Regions from separate parts of the Pan troglodytes genome. Here region 2 is linked to region 1. A link is a contact called in public Hi-C data. All regions are on one chromosome and are shown on one strand. Each heading gives the region's core, a stretch centred on a gene start, on an enhancer-like site or on the middle of the called end of the contact. The rest is flanking DNA. Distances are from core to core; before and after follow the strand shown.

The links. A called contact is a pair of places that touch in the nucleus more often than the background predicts.
Region 2: a Hi-C map of stem cell-derived neural progenitor cells shows a contact between it and region 1, with 8 times the contacts expected there. The contact joins two enhancer-like sites. A contact is called at or near these places in 3 of 7 Hi-C or Micro-C datasets (blood, induced pluripotent stem cells and stem cell-derived neural progenitor cells) and 1 of 1 other capture datasets (stem cell-derived neural stem cells).

What each region holds. Positions count from the first base shown.
Region 1 is chr1:130,711,301-130,716,379 of NHGRI_mPanTro3-v2.0_pri, forward strand. CDC14A (cell division cycle 14A) reads right to left here. Exons shown (of 15, transcript NM_001280195.1): 9 at 4,043-4,273. Among named protein-coding and RNA genes, the nearest start is that of GPR88, 73 kb to the left of the region's middle. Within about 2 kb of position 3,016, at least 4 of the 24 cell types and tissues checked have an H3K27ac peak or open chromatin away from gene starts, as enhancers often do.
Region 2 is chr1:131,365,366-131,370,252 of NHGRI_mPanTro3-v2.0_pri, forward strand. No RefSeq gene overlaps it. Among named protein-coding and RNA genes, the nearest start is that of AGL, 40 kb to the left of the region's middle. Within about 2 kb of position 3,011, at least 3 of the 24 cell types and tissues checked have an H3K27ac peak or open chromatin away from gene starts, as enhancers often do.

The sequences.
Region 1 (5,079 bases), core at 1,766-4,265:
GATGCCTGACATTTCCTTCCCATTAACCCTTCCTTTTTTTTTTTTTTTTTTGGAGACCGAGTTTTGCTGCTGTTGCCCAGGCTGGAATGCAATAGTGCGATCTCGGCTCACCACAACCTCCACCTCCCAGGTTCAAGCGATTCTCCTGCCTTAGCCTCCCGAGTAGCTGGGATTACAGGCATGCACCACCATGCCCGGCTAATTTTGTATTTTTAGTAGAGACAGGGTTTCTCCATGTTGGTCAGTCTGGTCTCGAAGTCCTGACCTCAGGTGATCTGCCCTCCTCAGCCTCCCAAAGTGCTAGGATTACAGGCGTGGGCCACCACTCCCGGCTAACCCTTCCTTTTTAAGAAGTATTCATATTCTGTTTCATTAGATGAGGTGTGTGTGTGTGTTCTGTTTTAATCTGAAGGAATCCTTGCCCCAGATCAAACATCAATGTTCTTTCGAAGAGTGAGGTTTAATTTTGGTCTCAGTGGGGCTCTCCCTTTATGATTAAGATTTCTGCGTAATTTGCCTTCTATTTCACCCAGTGCCTATCGTTGTTAATTCCCTAGATGCCTGGCAAGACTATAGGCAACCGTATAGATAAAACACAGGTGACATCCTGGAGCAGAAGCCAGAGCCCAGTGAGTTTCCAGAGTTCTTCCTTCAAGTCACCAATTTGGGTGTCTATCTGGAGAGAAAAGGGCCTTCCTTTTGGAGACAACACTCTCTCTCACTGCTCCCCACTGTGCAAAGACCTGGATGGCTCCCTCACTTAGGCTCCTGTTCACACTCACAACCAAAAAGGAGGTGCAGGAAATTTTCCAATTTCTCTGAAACTAAAGCAGCTTCCCCCTTTTAAAAAAGAGTCTATAATTTTGATCTATAAAAAGAACGCACTTAGCACTCAATAGTTAGGAGCTCTTACCACAACTGAACTGAATAGGAACATTTCACTAAGTTTCTATAAAAACTTTAACAAAATTTTTTAAGCATTTGTAATTAAAGGGCTCCCTGGCACAGCATGACAAGATGTTGAAAAGTGTTCTATTTATACCAAGTCAAACACCAATTGCTTTATAGTTCCAGGCATTTTCTGAAAGCCCTATAGAACATCAATAATCACATACTGGAATATCACAACGTTGCTGTATTTTAGATTATTATTTGTGGTAGAGGATTTCAAGAATTCATAGCCATCTCTTTTATCAACCACAAAGTGAAATGCAGATATTGAAATGTAATCCCCAGCAAATTGGTTTCTAGTTTATCTCTGTATAAAATACTTTACGTTGAGGCATGACATATTCATTCCCTTTTCAGTAGCCACCAAAGTTCATTTGACATAGGATAAGATTCTTTCTCCTTCCTTCTTTTAGTTCAATTAAAAGACTGAGTGCTGCTTGAATTCCCAGAAAATTAAGCTGACTTAATTAGGGCAGATGTCAAAATAATTAATAAGCCTATAGTAGATAAGTATGCTGTGAAAAGCAATACAGCTGTAATTAAACCAAAGGTGTAATCCTTATAAAAGAATCCTATGTGTGTGTGCAAGTGGAAGAAAATGAAATAACAATCTCAAAAAGATATTACCACATGTAAATGTGACTATCCTATACAAGAACTGACTTCAATGTTAAAGGTTCTGATTTAAAATAAAAACATCTACAATACAGACTGGGTACGGTGGCTCACACCTGTAATCCCAGCACTTTGGGAGGCTGAGGCAAGTGGATGACCTGAGGTCAGGAGTTCAAGACCAGCCTGGCCAACATTCTCCTGAGGTCAGGAGTTCAAGACCAGTTCTGGCCAGCAGAACCCCATCTCTACTAAAAATATAAAAAATTAGCCAAGAGTGGTGGCGGGCACCTGTAATTCCAGATACTTGGGAGGCTGAGGCAGGAGAATTGATTGAACCTGGGAGGCAGAGGCTGCAGTGAGCCGAGATTGTGCCATTGCACTCCAGCCTGGGTGACAGAGCGAGACTCTTTGTCTCAAAAAAAAAAAAAAGAAAAGAAAAGAAAAGAAATCTGCAATATAAAATAAATACATATATTTTTTAAAAGGTAAACATTCACAGGTCAAGAATATAGAGAAAATATCTGTAATAAGAATGTTTAACACCAGAGAGTTTTCTTTGCACAAGGTCTCTCAGGTGAGAAATACTATCAAGAAACACACTGAGTTTTAATGAAAGCTTTGCAGTTCTTCTCCTTTGAATGTGTCAATCCAAGATATGGATGGCTAATCCACAGATAAACTCTACGACGTAGTAATAATAAAACTACTTGAACTAAGAAATAAGGCCAAATTAATCTCAGGAAAAAATACAATTTTTATGGCACAAAACTAAAGTTTGAAAGAGAAGATAGGATTATCTCCTGCTAAACGTTGATACAAACGTTCCCATTAGCTCTCAAGTTCTACTGCTGTTTAAAATACGTGACATGTGGGCTTTTTCTTGGACCTGGGCAATACTGAACAAAACGCAATGGAAAAGCAAACAGGGTGCAAATGAATCACATGGGGACAAGCCAACACACTGGCACCCCACTGTGGCCTGAAAGCAGCACCCACAAATGAGCCAGCAAGTGACACCTTCCTAACAGACTCCACGCCAGAGACAAGATATCCCACAAAGCCAGGGCCCATCCTGCTAGCTAATGGGGAGGGTGGGGAGGGAGAGCTCTGTCCACCCAGGAGGAGGGAGCCTGGCATGGGGAGCCCTGCTCCAAACCCGGGCCACGTGCTGCTCATTTCCATCTCTCTGGGTCTCTGGGAAACCGCAGCTTCCCATTTCTGCTCACATGTTCACAAAGTACCTCCACCTACTCAAATCTTAAACATAGAAACAAGGGCCTACAAAACGGCATTTTAATTTCTGTCAGAACCAAAGCCATACTCGTCTGAATAAGTCAGTTACAGCAGCACTAGGCACATGAAAAGAACAGTACCCTCCCCAACACCTACTAGATGATTAGCATAAAATGAGAGGGAAACCGGGTCTAGACCCAAAACCATGAGCACAGCACCACCCAGCGACACTAGGAGGAGCTGCGCGTGAGGAACTCGAGGCTCCAGCCCAGGGTGGCCCTAGTGATTTCTCCTCGCTGAAATCAAAGACCCAGTAAAATATCTGGAATATTTCCAGTATTATCCATACCGAAAGTTCGGAATGGAGTGGATTTTAAGCCTCCTCGAAGTCAAACAGCCAAGCTTAGAGCAAATGGTATGTCATATTTTCTGAGTAGCTGACATGGGGTTGCCAGATAAAATACAGAATGCATGTTCCCTGCAATATTTGGGACATATTTATACTTTTTGTTTTAAAAGTATTCATTGTTTATCTAACATTCAAATTTAATTAGGCAGCCTGTATTTTTATTTGCTAAATCTGGCAATCCTAAACCTTCTATAGTCTGAACAATTCCTGCCCCAAAGTATCCACCCCCAGAGATCAGAGATTTGCAAAACCAACTCTTTAAGTTTATTCCATGAGGCAGCATCACATCAGCAGCATTGTAAGCTAGCGGATTGCCCCTAGCAACAGGCATGGAAGACGCTCTGCTCCATGAAGCCAAAGACTAGCAGGGGAGGGAAAAGCAGAGACTGGAATGGGGGTCCAGATAACTGGGTCATAAAACAGAACCACGACAGTGCAAGAGGATGGAGAAGAGATGGGCAATTCTGAAAAAAAAACAAAGGAGAGAAGAAAACTAACAACCCTTGTCTCTTGAGAATTTTACCTGTTTAAAGGTGTTCCTGCAGCCTAAAGACACGGCTACTGTATTTCCCCTCATTGTGGCACGTGGGCCTGGAAAGGTAAGGTCTGAAAAACTGGCATATCAAGAAAGCCACACCACCACCAATTGTCCACACCCAAGCAATCGTTTCTTTAAGAAGGGGTTATTAAAATGAGTTTGTGTCCCAGTTGTCTGAAATTTAAAACTTCATTGTTTTTCTAAGACACTAAACAGGTTTTGTTTTATGTTATTTGCTCTTCCTTGGCCCGCCCCTTCGATAAGCACAGCCACCACCACCGAGGCCTTGCACACACCTTTGCAGTGAACGGCGATGGCCCCTTCGGTGTTCTCACAGATGTTCAGGAACCTTCGCACGATGTTGTCACTGGGTGTGCTGCCATCTATGAAGAAGAGGTCATAGTGCTCGAAGCCAGCGTCTGTGAAGCGCTTTGCCTCATAAATCTTTTTGTTTAGCCTCACAACTGCAGTCACATTATGCTTTTTGAAATAAGGAAAGTAGGCTTCAGGGGCGTGAAGAGGATAACCTAAAGGAACAAAGGAGCAGTAAGCAAAAGGCATGCATTTCATCTTCCACAACCCAGAAATACAAAACTCTCAACAATGAAGTGTATAAATCTCAACAAAGCTTGGGAGGAAAGTGTGTTGTGTGAGAGAAGAGGTCACAGCAAGCTCCTAAAAGCATCAATCTGCATAACTGTAAGCACCACAGGAGGTTAAAAAGAAAACTTCTGTAAGTACTGAAAATACATCACTAAAGTTCAAAATCTCAACCTCTTGATTCGAATCCTGGGAGCATACTCTTCCCACTCCCAAAACAAAAGCATTCTTGAGGTAATCAAATGTGCATAACAGACCTAGAATGGTTCTTGGTGACTTTATTCTCTCTTGAGCTTTATTCTCTACTTGACAAATAGTTTTCAACTACAGCTGAAGCTTTTTTGCCATATGTATAGTTTTAATTTGTAGTACAATGCTCCCCAGAAGCAATTATTAAGCACCTACTATGTACAAGTCACAATTGTGTATCATTTCAAATTCTCAAAACCATCTCTTAAGTATGGCTAATTCCATTTAACAGATTAAGAAACTAAAAGAGGGGGTGCTGGGAGGATATTGGTCAAAGAAAACAAAATTTCAGTTAGAAAGGAGTATGTCCCAGAGATCTATTGTACAACATGGTGACTATAATAACAATGTATTATATACTTTAAAGTCATTTAGAAAGTAAAATTTAAGTCTTCTCACCACAAAAAATGATAAATATGTGAATACTTAAGTAAGACTTGACTTAACCATTCTACGATGTATACATATTTCAAAACTTGTTGTA
Region 2 (4,887 bases), core at 1,761-4,260, 650 kb after region 1:
CCTGGAAGAAACCTGAAGGTATTAGGAATGGTTCATCTAAGAGACAAACGTAGCAAGCTCAAGAGACTTCTCCTTGCTAACTCCAATCTAGCTAGTCACCAAGTTCTGCTGATTCTAGGTCTGAAATGATTCTCAACTCCCTGGGTATCTTAAGTTTGTCTTGTCTGAAGCCACATCTTGATATGCTCCCTAACATGTTCCACTCCCTCCCCATCTCCCTTATCTCAGTCCATTTGGGCTGCTAGAACAAAATACCAAAAAGTGGGTGGCTTATAAAAAACAGAAATTCATTTATCACAGTTCTGGAGGCTGGGAAGTCTAAGATCAAGGCCCCAGCAGATTCTGTATCTGATGAGGGCACATTTCCTGGTTCATAAATGGCACCTTCTTCCTGTGTCCTCACACAGTAGAAAGGGCAAGGCAGCCTGTTTTACAAGGACACTAATTCCATTTGGCAAGTGGCACAAATGGAATTAATCTCTTATCCTGAAGGACCTAATCACCCCCCAAAAGCCTCACCTAATACTATCACATTGGGAGTTGAATTAAGTTTCAATATGTGAATTGGCAGGTGGTGAGGGCACACAAATATTCAGACCATAGCAATTCTAAACCTTGAAGTAATTCTTGATTTTTCCATCTCCTATTTTCACATTCAATTCATCCAATTCTGTCAGTTCTTCCTACAAATGTATTGTAATTCAGACCTCTTCACTTGTTCAGTTCTCCAAGTAAGTATGAATCATAGATATCACATACATTTTATGTAAGACTTAGAATATGTCAGGAGCACACTTGGTTCTCTTGCTAAGGCACACCCCTGCACCCGTTTGCAGTGTTCTTCCTTTCTAATAAACTTTCCTTTTTCAAACCTAAAAAAAAAAAAAGAATATATTTTATTGTTACCTCTTAAAACCACGAATTGTGCTCAGAAAACTCCACTGGTTTTCATCACACCTGGAGTAAAATCCAGAGCCCTTGGTGTGGCTTGCAAGGCTCTGCACAATCTGGTTCTACTTCTCCCTCTGACCTCATCACCCACCACTCTTTCCTTTTCTTTTTTAAATTTTTATTTCTTATTTTTAAAATTTTCTCTGTGAGTCTAGCAAATGATCCCATTCTCACTGTACTCCAAGTAGGTTGGCCATGTTGCTATTCCTTGAATGTAACAAACATGCTCTTGCTGTTTTCTCATTCTGGAATAATCTTTTCCCCACATTTCTACATAGCTCACCTTTTCAATTGATTCAGATCTTTGCTCATATTAACTCCTCAGGTGATTACATATTATTGTGATTTGTATGGGTATATAGTTGGCAAAAGATAATGTTAAAAATTTACCAATGCTTGGGCAGAAATGGTGGCTCACACCTGTAATCCTAGCACTTTGGGGAGCTGAGCTGGGCAGAATGCCTGAGCTCAGGAGTTGGAGACCAGCCTGGGCAACATGGTGGAACTTGGTCTCTACAAAAATACAAAAATTAGCTGGGCTTGGTGGCGCATGCCTGTAGTCCCAGCTACTTGGGGGACTGAGGTGGGAGGATTGCACCTGTGGTCCCAGCTACTTGTGGGGCTGAGGTGGGAGAATCACTTGAGCTTGGGAGATAGAGGCTACAGGGAGCTGTGTTCATGCCACTGCACTCCATCCTGTGTGACAGAGTGAGACCCTATCTCAGAGAAAAAAAAAAAAAAAGAAAGAAATTTACCAACCCTCCAAGACTAGCCAACTATTGGACCATTGTCATTTATATAAAACAAACACAACCATTTTAGATTTGATGAGGCACTTTCAAACTCTTTGGCCCATCTATTAGCAAAAGGGAATGTTATATTACCTAGAAAAAGAACGTAGCTGGGCACAGAGGGTCGTGCCTGTAATCCCAGCACTTTGGGAGGTTGAGGTGGGAGGATAGCTTGAGTCCAGGAGTTTGAGACCAACCTGGGCAATATAGTGAGACCTTGTCTATGAAAAAAAGAAAACCTAAACATATAAGGAACTTTCACTTTTGTAACACCAAACTGCCTTTGTAGAATATCTCAGGATTAAACAAATTCGAACAGTGCCAGTTATTAACCCCTTTGGATATGGACTAATTAAGAAGATATGAGACAATCAGAAAAGGTCTTATTAAGATTTCTCGGTTTATACATAAACTCAGACAATAAAACCTCTCTCGTAATACAACTTCTTTGGAGCACTCAATTCTGTTGAGTTACCTCCTCTTTTATTAATGCCAGATCTAGTCACTCTGACTGGGTAATGCTAACTATGGAATTCTGTACAGTGTACATGTGAATATATGCACTGTATATATATGTGAGGCATGCCTATATGGTGTTAAGCCTTTATCCTTAATGTCTCTCATTTGTGGAAATAATATTCCTTCTTTTATTTGACACTTATTTTCCCCTGGGATTTCCCCAGTGGTATCAACTCTGAACTAGGCAGGCTTCACAGCAGACCAAGTATGACATTGTTTTAATTAACGCCACTCTGAAATATTTGGCTGTGAGTACTTGATAAGGGAAGGCTTCATAAGTATTTCAGGAGGTCTCATTCTCCTGCCTTAAGACCCTTACTACTCTTCTAGGAATTGGGGGAGGAATACAGTGAACTGTCTATGTCCTCACTCTTCAGTGGTAATACTTTATAGGTAGTGCTTCAGGGATGAGTGTGTGGAAAGATTCTAGTTACCTCCCCCTTTCCTTCCAGCAGTCAGACAGAAAGGAAAACGTGGGTGGCCATATAGGGAGATAAACTTGCTCTTCCATGCCCTCAGTTACACGTAACACTTAAAATTTCTTGGCATCTACTGCCACCGTGTGGTTATTTACATTTACTGACTTTAATATGTTTCCCTTTTAAGGCTGGTCCGAAACAAAAATACAAGGAATTCTAGTTTGTTTTAGTATCCTTCAGCCTCAGATTGTTCCCAAGTCCCTCTAGGTTCTCTGTGCTCTTACACTGACGAGAAGATTCCACTACTAAATACTTTCTTCTTCTCTTATGTTACACTCTACTAAAGCATGCTGCTGATACTCCAGTGACTTTCAGAGTTTTTGATGAACCAGTTTGAGGCAGAAAGATTCTAAAATGGGCTCCATATGTCCCTGTCCCTGATATTATGGCTTATGTAATCCCTTCACAGGAGTGTGGATGAGACCTGTGACTAGCTTTTAACCAACAGAATATGGCTGAGGTGATGGGATGTCACACTGCAATTACACTGGACAGTATTGTAACTTTTGTATTGCTAACAGACTCTCTTTTTTAGTTTTATTTTTTAATTTTTGTGGGTATAGTAGGTGTATATATTTATGGGGTACATGAGATGTTTTGATTACAGGCATGAAATGTGATATAACCACATCATGGAGAATAGGGTATCCATCCCCTCAAGCATTTATTCTTTGAGTAACAAACAATCCATTTACACTCTTTGAGTTATTTTAAGATGTGCAATTAAGTTATTATTAACTATAGTCACTCTGTTGTGCGATAGCACAACAGATAAATGATAAAATAGGTAAATGATAAAACAGGTCTTATTCATTCTTTCTATTTTCTTGTACCCATTAACCATTCCCACCTTCTCCCTGCCCCACACACTATCCTTCCCAACCTCTGGTAACTGTTCTTTTACTTTCTATGTCCATGAGTTCAACTGTTTTAATTTTTATATCACACAAATAAGTGAGAACATGCAGTGTTTGTCTTTGTGTGCCTGGCTTATTTCACTTAGTAAAATGATCTCCGGTTCCATCTGTGTTGTAGTAAGTGATGGGATCTTATTCTTGTTATGGCTGAATAGTATTCCATTGTGTATATGTATAACATATTCTTTATCCATTCATCTGTTGGTGGACACTTAGGTTGTCCAAATCTTAGCTATTGTAAACAGTGCTGCAGCAAACATAGGGGTGCAGATATCTCTTCAATATACTGACTTCATTTCTTTTGGGTATACCCAGCAATGGGATTGCTGGATCATACAGTAACTCAATTTTTAGTTTTTTGAGGAACCACCAAACTGTTCTCCATAGTGGTTGCACTAATTTACATGCTAGCAGACTCTCTTGATCGCCTTCTGGGTTTGCATGCATGAAGCAAGCAGCCATGCTAGGGAGACTCAGTGAAAAGAAACTGAGGGTGGCTGCTGGCTGTCAGCTGCAAGAAATTGAGGCTCTCGGTCCAACAAAACATAGGGAATTGTATGTTGCTAACAACCACATGAACTTGGAAGCAGATCATCCTCTTCGGTTGAGCTTTCAGATGAGATCACAGCCTTGGCCAACACCTTGATTGCAGCCTGATGAGAGACCTTGAAGGAGAGGACCCAGTTAAGCTATGCCCAGATTCTGTGAGCTTATACAGACAGTCCTTGACTTACTATGGTTCAACTTATGATTTTTGTGACTTCATGATGGGACAAAGGACGTAAGTATTCAGGAGAAACTGTATTTTGAATTTTGATATTTTCACAGGCTAGTGATATACAGTACAGTATTCTCTCTCCATGCTGGGCAGTGGCAGCAAGCCACAGCTCCCAGTCAGCCACACAATCAGAAGGGTAAAAAACTGGTACTCTATAGTGTACTGTGGTTCCAGATGATTTGGCCTGATTGTGGGCTAATGTAAGTGTTCCAAGCATGTTTAAGGTAGGCTAGGCTATGATGTTCGGTAAGTTAGATATATTTAATGCATTTTTGACTTACAATATTTTCAACTTATGGTGGGGTTCTTGAGATGTAACCCCATTGTGAGTTGAGGAGCATCTGTAAATGTGAACTGTTTTCAGCCATTAAATGTGTGGTAATTTGTTACACAGCAATAATTAATACACAGTTCTTTGGTTTTACTTACATCATTCCCCTCTTCCTAGGACT